2 separate regions of the Gossypium hirsutum genome follow, and region 2 is linked to region 1. The links are chromatin contacts, called in public Hi-C maps. All regions are on one chromosome and are shown on one strand. The core of a region is the stretch at or near the end of the contact, and the rest is flanking DNA. Distances in the headings are between cores, read along the strand shown.

Region 1 (5,697 bases), core at 1,226-3,725:
AATTTATAGATGTACTATTATCAAGCAATCTGATCCTATATACTAACTGGAATGTTGATCAGCTAACATTGTGAAGAACGCATTTGATATCTCATAAAACGTGAAATGGTCATTGCATTTCTTATGCTGCCTATAATCTAGTGAGGCTAGTACTTTAAATTTATTACTGTCTTGGAGGATAGTCTGACTTCAAATTCTTATGCTTTAGGAAGTTAATGGAATTGGCAACCCCAACAATAATCAAAGCGCATACCTGGAGGAATCATCACTGCTTTCGTATCAACCTGCATTAGTTTCAGAAATTCTGGCCATGCTTTCTATTATTCCTGAGGTAATCATTAAGAGGAGACATGTTTTATAGGATCCTTACACCAATTAATTCATTTTTTCTTTTTTATAACCTCAACGTTTGCTTGAAACCATTTGCCTCTGTTCCATTCAGCTGTATGCTTTCAGCCCAAATTTTTGTGCAGCTGGGGTTTTCCTTGGCTTTGGTTCCTGGCCGTTTCTCTCCTGCTTTTAACTTTTACAAGCTGTTTGATATCATGTATTTCTATTTTCTGCTGTTGTGATTTAGTTTATTCTTCCAATACCTCGTCCAGATTGGTGCTTACAATTTTAATAGAATTAGCTTTATTATAATGATAAAGATTCTTTAAGTAGATCCACACTGCCTTGAACTGTAGAACTACATTCATATGCTTGAGCATCTTTTGTATGCATGGAAATCTGCACCCTATTTAGCTATTACTCTAAATGCATGTGGCAGCTGCCGCCTGAATTGCAACAGCAACTTCTTCGCTTACCAGCTGATCTGGCTAGAAGGCTGATTTCCCGTGCTTCTGCTCGGACTATCCAGAGAATCTTTTTATGATTCTTAGTTACAGCTTTTCATGATTGTCTCAACTGGATGAAAACTTCAAGCAACTGCATAAGGGAGGGTTTTGATCGAAGCAACATTGACTTGCAAATTAAGATGTCAACAAAAAAGTTGTTCAAAACGAGAGCTTTCAGTTGGAATGACATGTATGTGTCTTGTAATTTAGTTTCTTTTCCCAAGCATCTCTAAATATGAAAGTTAAAGCTTATTACAAAGTCCCAGCTGAGCATGAGCAGAGCATTGCAGGAGAATGTTCATGTGAGATCTGAAACCAATAAACAGTGGAATTTTTTTTGTAAAATTACTGGCAATTCAACAACGGTTAGTCTAAACTTTGATTGTTTTGGAAGTCCTGGAAATTTTGCCTCTCTGGTTCATACTGTTTTTTTTCTGTTTGCAAGTTATTTCATAAGAATTTTAATAGTTGAAATCCATTGCCCTGGTCTGGGTCTACTTGTGGGAAAACTGTAACTAGTTAGCTATTCTAGGAAATTGCTAGATAAGAGACTCTGATGGATTGCATCCTTAGAATTAAGCCTATGTTGATTTTTTTTTCTAATTTATTAAGGTATAGTATGTGATCTGATGTAGTAATTTATGTTTTGGATGGTAAGGGTATATATTCAACAGTAATATTCAGATTAAAGTGTAGAATTCTTATTTTCAATTTCCAACACTTTTCTTTTCCAATTAAACATAGCAGTTTTCAATTTTCAGCATGATATTAGTTTTAGGGTTCTTTCCTGGGGTTCATTGTTTTAGCCTTAATTGCCGTACACCTTGTCAAGCTTAGTGACCTTCTTTGCCTTGTTTCCCTTTTGCCTAACCTTGTTTAATCGAGTATTTAAAAACTCTGTTAGCCTTCACTGTAAATTTTTTTTCTTCCCTTCCTCTCTTACTAGGGATGGTAAAACTCAAATCACTTGATGAATTTCAAACCATTTTACTTTATGTACAGCCCAATTATTGCCCGGGCCCAATTAACAGAGCCCAAACGGCCCAATAAGCCCAACAGGCCCAGAACCCAGTCAAGGGTTTCAGAAAACGGAAACCCTAGCCAAGCCTAGCACCGCGCCCATCCCTTTGCCATCATCATTCGTTTTGTCCCATCGCCACCCGCCGCTACTAGCTTCATCAACGCCTGCAAAAAATGATAAAAAAGGCAGGAGCACGCAACAGAGAGTGCAAGACAGCAAAATACAATAAAAATACAATGTAAAAGGCTATAAAAGCCAAACAATATCTCTGTACAATTTTTTTTTACACAGCGTTTTGAATTCAAAAAAAGAAAAACAGGTCAAAAGGTTGACTCCAATTTATTCTTCTCTATTCTTGTTTCTTATTTACTTTACTCTTTTTTTATTGTTTATTTTTTTTTCGCACTCGTTCAACAAAGAAAAAGGAATTGAAAGGGAGAGGAGAAAATACCTTACCGCTTCGACGGGCTGGTGTCGGAACCCCACCCTTACCGTCGTCGGAGTCGAGCCAAAAGGGGCGTCTCATCCCTTTTCCTTTTGATCTCGCGGTTGAGAAGGCTTAGCTTAGGGGACGCCGCAAAAGGGGGAGGCCTAGGGGCCGTTCTCGTGCAACTCCGGCCATTGGCCATGGAAGCGGAGATGGGGGCCTCAGCTTAAGGGCCGAGAGAGGCGTAGGGAGGAGAGCATTCGGGCTCTCAGTTTTCCTTTTTTGCTTTTTTTTTTATTTTCTTTTTCTTTGTTTGTTTAAAAAATGAATGGAGGCTATCAGATTAGGGTTCTTCTTGGCCCTTATGTGATGTTTGAAACGACGCCGTTTGGAGTCTGATCAGTGACTCCAAAACGGCGCCGTATTGGGCTCGACCCGCGCATTGACCCGATGGACCCCAAGGATCCGCGTGTTTCGGACTGAGGGTCTATTTACCCTTTCAGTCCTTCCGATTCTGGGTTTCCCTCCAATCTGGTCCTTTTTTTTTTAACTTTCCTCCCCAAGGATTTTGCTTTGTTTTTAATTTAGTTCCGCTTTTTATTATTTTATTTTAAAATAATTATTTTTTATCTTAAAATTAATTAGTTTTATTATCATTATTATTATTGCTTTTATTTTCTTATTTGCCTTATTATTTATCCATTTATACTGTTTTTGGATTATGTTATATATATGCATACTTATACACATATACTTACATTTTCATACATTTCATAATTATATATATATACATATTTTTATAACATGTATACTCGTATAACTTTCCAAGTTTACTCACATATGTATAGCTACTTAGATATATATTATTTATATTTTATACTTTAATATACGAACACACATATTTTATTTTTATGAGCATTTATACATATTTATCTTTTATTATTTTATGTATATAGCTGCATGTCTATATATATATATTTTCAATTTTCATAAATATATACTTATATACTTTATATCTTATACCTTATATTATATACGTATTTTTAATTTCCACATCTATATACTTTATATCTCATTTATGTATATATCCTTGTATACATATACTTTCATATACTTTATAATGCATACATGCACATAATATATATGTACGTTTTATTTTCATAAAAACATATACATATACTTACTTTTATACTTTATATATTTCATAACTTTATGTATATACATAAACGTACACATACATATTTACATATATTTTTACATACATAGATTTTTCACATTTTTATAATTTTACACACACACATATATCTTTTTACCTTTTTTATAATCTTACTCATCTATTTATTTGTTTCATTTTCATTATTGATTTGAATGAATGCTTTAATTTTATTTACTCGTATACATTACTATTTCGTATGTTATTGATTCGTACTTTGTATTTATCTTATTTTTGTTACAATCGCTCGTATTATTTTTGCACTATTGTATTCAATATCGTTTTGTTACGAGTATTAACATCGTGTTTTATTATTTCATGTTGGATTAATTTATTTCAATGCATAAACTACGATTTTTTGAATAAGCAAAATCTTGTGTTTAGATTTGAGAATGTCGTACCCTAACTTACTGGGTCTCGATTTTCCCAATAAATCTAAATACACGAATCTTTTCAAACTCAAGTTTTAAACGATATCGGGAATTTAAAAAGGATCGTGTCCTAACTTACTAGTCGTGATTCCTTTTCTAATCCAAGATAGTTAAATACTTTTTAAATAAGCATTTTTTTGTATATTGGGAATTCGAGATATTGTGTCCTAACTTACTGGATACGATTCTCTTTCTCGATTAACATAAAATATGCTTCTTTTCCCAAATTTTTAATGTTTAATACAAGGATCGTACTTTTAATTCTTTCAAGTTCTCAATTTTCAACATCAAGACGTTAGATAATTAACTAGGTACCAATTTCTGGGCGTTACGAGGGTGCTAACCCTTCCTCGTACGTAACCGACTCCCGAACCCGTTTTCTAGATTCCGTAGATCAAAATCGTTGTTTTAATAAAATTAAATTATTTATTAAAAACAACCTCTTTCCAAGGTGACCCAATCACACTTCAAAAAGGATTGGTGGCGACTCCCATTTCATTTTCAAAACCCAAGTCGACCCCGTTTTTTTCCAAAAAATGGTGCCAACAGCTTGGCGACTCCGCTGGGGACATAAATAAGAGAGTCAAGCCACGAGTTGATTATCTCTTGTCTTTTTGTCGAAAGTTGAAAATTTGATTTAAATATACGATCCTCTCATTGCATTTTATTTTGAGTTATAGTTTTTTATCATGTTTTGTATTTTAAATTTTTTATATACCTCTGCACATTGCATTGCATGACCGTTGGTCACACCTCTTAAGTGGGAGTGAGAAGCTACGCCTTCGTGAGGCTTTCACCTCCGCATGGGATAGTGAATCGCTTCCGGGATACATCCGTACCTATGTCTTCGTGAGATTTTCATCTCCGCATGGCCATAGGGAAATGTATTCCCCTGAACTGAACTCAGTCCGTATGAGCCTATAATGGGTGAGGATTGAGGAATCTGCTGGTTCAGGTACCCTACTTAGAACCAAACCACATGTAATGAGCCATAAGAACCGACCTAGGTAGAGCTACGCCAAACCTTAGTGCTTACCTAAATGGATGCTATGTTTATCGTCATTTACGTTAAATCTTGTTCTGCGTAATACTATTTTTGCTTTATTTTTTATTGTATGGCATTGTCATTCTAAAAGAGGTGTCGATTCATGTTCAGTGTCTAAAACGAAAGCTTATCATGGAAAAGGGATTTCTTGATAAAGTAGAAGATAATGCGGCTGTGCAAGTATGGGCTGAGACGACACAAAGGGAGAAAGGCGATAGCCTCACCGAAGGGCACGTGTCAGAATTGTGGGATTTCACCGTATCAGTGTAATCCAGAATGACCTTCGAGAAATGAAAGAAGTCTGGGATCAGTGGGATGTCGAGACCAAGCAGCTGTTCTATTGTAACTACGGTGACCTACCTTATCTGCTCAGTGTCAAAGTGGACAAGTATTTATTCCGAGCCCTTGCTCAGTTTTGGAATCTTGCCTACAGTTGTTTCACTTTTGGGAAAGTAGATTTGACGCCTACTATGGAGGAGTATACGACCTTGCTTCGGTGCCCAAAGTTTCAAGTCGACAGGGTTTATTCTAGAGCTGCTTGTGTCCCTCCGTTATTAAGGAAATTAATGAACATCACTGGGATGAGCGAGAAGTGGGTCGCTGCCCAAATCCAACAGAAGGGCGACAATAAATGTGTCCCTTGGAAAAGCTTATGAGATTTGGTGCTTGTACATCCTGACGTAAAGAAAAGGGTCGATGTTTTCGCTTTAGGTATCTACGGGCT
Region 2 (5,697 bases), core at 1,870-4,369, 45 kb after region 1:
GAAATTGATCTGAAAAGGTTGTAATGCATTTTTAGCTTATATTCTAAACTCTAGAGTATCTGAAACGAAAGTTGATCGAGTACGGATAGTGTGCGAATTCACGGATCTATTTCCTGTAAAATTGTCGGGTTTACTGCCTAAGTAGGAAGTTGAGTTTGCTATAGAGTATCCGCAACACATGCAGGACCTCAGCCATCGATAGGACGCTTAGGACCAATACTCAAATCATGTAAACTCAAATCATGTAAACTCTAATTACATGTCATTTGTATCCTACAAATTCTTAAAGTTCAAATGGGGCTCGGTAATCATCGTATGTCGTTGCATATGCAATCGGTATATATATGACATTTCATAACACATGTATAATTCAATTTAAACATATAAACACGATTTAATTACATGAACTTACCTCGACGAGTGTACGTAGATATAGAGGCGATTAATTCGAGACTTTCTCTTTGCCCTGATCTAAAGTCGTACAAGGTTTGTATTGATCTATACGGATAAATTTAACTCAATTTAGCCCAAAAAATATTTTAGAAAATTATCATTTTACCCATATATTATTAATTCCTTTGCAATTTAGTCCATAGCTCATAAAAATGAAAATTCATGAAATTCCACCACAACCCACTATTGTCAAATATCAATTAGGTCCCTAGCAAGCCCTATATTTCATTTATTTCATAAAGTAACCATGTAAAATTTCTATTTTTCAATTTAGTCCTTAATTGACAATTCAATCAAAAATCTCTTAACAAAAGTTGTTTATTTAACAACCAATATTCATTTTCTATCATCAAAAATCAAAACTCATGTATATTCGTTAATGTTAAAATCCTGATAACAGTTTCACAAATTAGTCACCGGGCTAGCTAGATTAAGCTACAACGATCCCGAAAATATAGAAATAATTAAAAATAGGACAAAAATTCATACCAATGCAAGGTAAATTTTTTTGCTGAAACTTCAAGCTTCCATGGCTTCCATACTTTCTTAATTTCAGTTGTAAGAGATGAGAATAAATATGATGGCTTATTTTATTTTATTAGTTTTAGCTTTATTTTGCAAATTACTTAATTAACCTTTAAAAACATTTCTAATTACACTTATACCAAGCCATGTGCATCCACTATCTCTATTTATGGTCTAATTACCATATAAGAACTTAAACTTTAAGGTTCTATAACTATTTAATACATTTAGCTACTAGAACTCAACTTTTACACTTTACGCGATTTAGTCTTTTTCATCAAATTGAGCATGTAAACAGTAAAATTTCTTAACGAAAATTTTCTACGGTATTACTATCATGCTGTAGGCAATAAAATAATATAAAATAAATTTTTCGACCTTAAATTTGTGATCACAAAACTACTGTTCCGATTTGACTGAAAACGGGCTGTTACACGTTCAACACTTAAGAACTGTATTACAGACCATGCGTGAAAAATTGATTAAAATTCTAACTCGGGAAGTTAAAGAACTGAGAAATATACGGATACCATTAGTAAAAATACTGTGGCATTGACACGGTATCAAAGAAGTTACTTGGAAAACTAAAAAATTGATGAAATCATAATATCCAAACTTACTCTTAGGTAAAAATTTCGATAACGAAATTTCTTAAGGGAAGAGAGTTGTATTAACTCATTTTATGTGATGTAGAAAACAGTAATTTCAAGATCACAAATTCGACGAGTGAATCCGTAAATATTATTTAATATTTACTAATATAAAGACAACAAAGTGTTTTTACTTATCTTATAACACTTACGAACAGGAGTGTATGTTTTGACAATATCACAATTATGCCTACTGACATAACTAGCATAAAACTTCCAAGGGCACCCTTGGTTACAACATACTCTTGTTCTTCCTGGTTCATTCTTTGTGAACCTTAACTACACTCCCTTAGCGAAGGCATATTTCTTGACAGCATCCTTAAATATATCTAGGAACCTAAGCCTTATTTCCCATATAGGGATTACACATTTAGAGTCATACATATGTCCTATAGAGTTCTACCCATCGTATGGTGTCCTCAGTTAATCATCACCCTTCTCATTGTCCCCATCTTCTCTTGGATCTGATGAGTCCATGTACTCACTTTCATGGCCATCAACCTCGCCCTCATGAACATTTTCAGTATCTTTCCCTAAAAAATCATCTCCCACAACCCTATCCCCTTCAACATTATCATCATTACCGGCACCTGTTTCTTCACCCTTAGCTTCAAAATCAATACCTGATTTTCAACAGTCTTCCCACACCTCTTCACCTGCATCTTCAACAATGCCAACAGCTACCCTTCCCTAACCCACATCAATATTAATTCCTTGACCCACCTCATCATTATTCCCTCACCGCCACCTGTCCCTAAACTTTATTAAATCTATTACCCCCACCAACCTCTGTATTAATTCCCTCATCAATATTCCCACTACCCCCACAAACATCTATATTAATTCCTGCAGGTACTTCTCCATCAACATCATCAATACTATCTGCCACAAAGATTTACATCAAATCTATGTTCTAAAATGTTTGACATTTGCCTCACTGTTGCCAACATGAACTAGGACTAAGGTATTTCCATTAAAGACTACATTTGGGACCTCATAGTAAATACAAAATTTACCCCCATAACCCAAGTCTTTTACATTATTTATTATGCCCCAATAGCATAACAAATCAGGGTCAACTTGGAATTTCTCTACGGTCCCTCCTACATAATCACATTTAGGATTTATACCAAAGTTCCCACAAAAGAAATATCTTAATACATATATCTTAATACATATATTTTTCCTGCATCCCCCGTCATTCTGCAACAAACATGATAAAATATATACTTCATTATTATATTATAGTATATCAATATTCTCAGATTTAACACATCTCAAATCAAATAATAAAAATTACACACAAAAGACAAACTATGGCGGTTCAAATAATATAATAATGATTATTTTAATATTATTTTCCCATATATCTAAAGAAGAGAATCTACTGGTTCTTTTGGAATATACTAAACAAACTAAGCTTTAACATAAAGATACGGTCCGCGTATAGCCACTTGCAGAAGCTGGGACCATGAGTCTGTTGAAAACAGACACAACAGAAGGCATCTCAATCTTTTAAGTTGTTTAAAAAGGCTTATCTTGTTGCTATCATAGCCACTTCACCACAGCTAACACTACCAATTCGATTTTGCTTCGACCCTGCGACTTCTTCAAAATATGAAAGGGGTTTGGGGGTTTAGAGAATTAGGGTTTTGATTTCAATAAGGAGTTAGCTGTTTGGGTTTCAGAAATTAGGGTTAGATTCAAACAATCAGTTATCGTTCTAGGTTTTGGAAGGAACAACTTGATTTTGGGATTAGGATTTTTGGGTTTCGAATCAAAAGATGGGTTTTCTGATTAGGTTTCGATTCATAGAATGGGTTATGTTCTAGGTTCGATTCGTATCGGGGTTTGAATACAATAAGTCTGTACGATTTCTTTGATAGAAATGTGTCGCAACTTTTAGATTTTGTCGGTTCAATCTGATTTTACCCAATGCGGTTGAAGGGTTTCTTTGTTTGAAATATAACATGATTTAATTTTTTTAACAACTGTAATAAAATTCCACGTGGAATTTCCTGTGAAATAAAAAATTTTAACCAACCATTGTGCCACATCAAACGTAGGAGCTTAATTGATTTTCTTCTATACTGTTAAAAAAAAATCAAACAACTATATTTATTACGTTACAACCTAAGTACTAAATACTAAAATAACACTAAAACACGAGTAAAAGGACTCAAAATATATCACAAATAGACACCTATTAGTGGTTAAGGAAAATCCATCACCCCCAAGTGATATGATGATATTTATCCAATATGCTCTTGATTAGTATTAAGCACAAATCCTTGACCAAAGCAATTAATCCGGAGTAATACGAGACTAACATGGATAAACGAAAATAGACATCATGCCACACTTTTAAACTTACCTAGAAAATATCAAATTATACAATATCGAAAGGCTATGTTGAAAATTAAATTTGACTCTTCCAAGGTCATGATAAGTTGCTAAATCCTACTAATTGAAATCGATTATATTTGTTGCAAACATAGAAACCTAATATCAGGTATTTCGAACATTAAAGCGAAGACTAATTTAAATAAAAAGTTTTAGGAATTCATGGTGTAATTAACTAAAAGTCGGGCAATAGGTAAAAGCCAAATAGCATTCCAGACACATATTTGAACCCGGGAGAATCAAACATGCATACAGAATAAACCAAAATTGAACTAAAATTCCGAAAATTTTTAGTTGATACACAGCTAACTACCTAAGTCCACAGGTCCCAAGTTAGGCAAAAGGTAAAGCCAAACGGCAATCCAAAAACAAACAACGAGAAAATAATACAAAATTCTTTTGGTTCTTTTTTCTCCTATTCCTATATTCTCGTAACAAGCTTATAAATGTTACATTCATGGTCTATGCTTATTTGATTAACAAATCTAGAACTGTATTCTTCTGCAAAAATAAAATAATTTTAATAAAATAATTTTACACGCATTCAGAAAACAATGAATAGACAGCAGAGTGCTACTCCTTCCAGTAAGTTAAAAGATGATGGAAGACAACACCTTGCATTGGAAGTCTGCTAGCTATGATGCCTGCATCTGATCTTGTCGCAATGCCTGTTGAAGTTGAATGACTTGTTGGCGTTGTTCAGGTGGCAATGAACTCAACTGCTCCGGTGTTAGGCTTAGCACTTGCTGTAGTAAAACAGACTCCATATCAGGTGCGAGTTGTGGCTGACAAAGAGCAACAGGATGTGAGATCACGCCATACTACAATAGCATTGGTTAGTTCAACATGAATTATGTGATTTATTATCAAATCAATCATATTGAACTATGATTTGCACAAAATCGTGCAAATTTTATTAAAAGTATGCCATGTTTTTCAGATACAGATATGCATAGCATTACTTCCGTACCACAAAACTGTTGTGGTGACTAGTGCTTGTCCTTGACAATTTGGTCATTAGAGATGTTAACAGGTCCTAGTGAATATATGGCATGAAGATAGAAAGTTCCTATTGCAGTAGACAGCAAGCATTTATAAAGTCCTTGAAGGATCAAACTGTAACCTTAGAATCCATTTGTGGCAACATATATAGACTCTGTCATATCTTATTTAGTCAACAGTGAAAGATGATATGACACAAGAAAGCATTGATAAACTATTTTTCTTAACCTACTTCTACATCTCTCTAAAAGTCAAGAGATTTACAGTTACAAGAAACTGAGATAGATAATAATATTAAAGTTGGTTAACCAGACAAAACACATCGGACCTGATGGTCTGAAATTGAAAGTACTACAAAAACCATACATTTGATAACAAGTTTGAACTTGTATAAACCTCACTTTCCATCTATTTAGGCATAATTAAAACAGCACAGATTTAAGTCTTTCGAACAATGAGATCAGAGGAAATAGTTTAACATAGGACCACATTTAAATTACAACCTTAACCATTTTTATGCATATCATTAACTTGATTAAATTCACTTAATCAATACGTTTGGGATGGTTAATTTTTATTCGCTTCATGTTTGCAGTTCAGCAAATGATTAAATAGACATCAGGACTGCGATGCATGCATCTAGCCCCAATAACAAACTAAATCA

The links. Hi-C and Micro-C count contacts between places; a contact is called where the count stands out from the background.
Region 2: a Hi-C map of leaf shows a contact between it and region 1, with 4 times the contacts expected there. The contact joins two enhancer-like sites. A contact is called at or near these places in 6 of 34 Hi-C or Micro-C datasets (callus, fibers, hypocotyl and 1 more).

What each region holds. Positions count from the first base shown.
Region 1 is chrD06:30,382,161-30,387,857 of Gossypium_hirsutum_v2.1, forward strand. LOC107889745 reads left to right here. Exons shown (of 20, transcript XM_016814338.2): 19 at 209-331; 20 at 770-1,229. The coding sequence ends at 874. Among protein-coding and RNA genes, the nearest start is that of LOC107889745, 30 kb to the left of the region's middle. Within about 2 kb of position 2,476, at least 1 of the 9 cell types and tissues checked has an H3K27ac peak or open chromatin away from gene starts, as enhancers often do. A contact at or near this core is called in leaf, where this site is marked.
Region 2 is chrD06:30,426,557-30,432,253 of Gossypium_hirsutum_v2.1, forward strand. LOC107889722 (cleavage stimulating factor 64) reads right to left here. Exons shown (of 10, transcript XM_016814288.2): 10 at 4,289-4,816. The coding sequence ends at 4,667. Among protein-coding and RNA genes, the nearest start is that of LOC121218838, 6.3 kb to the left of the region's middle. Within about 2 kb of position 3,120, at least 9 of the 9 cell types and tissues checked have an H3K27ac peak or open chromatin away from gene starts, as enhancers often do. A contact at or near this core is called in leaf, where this site is marked.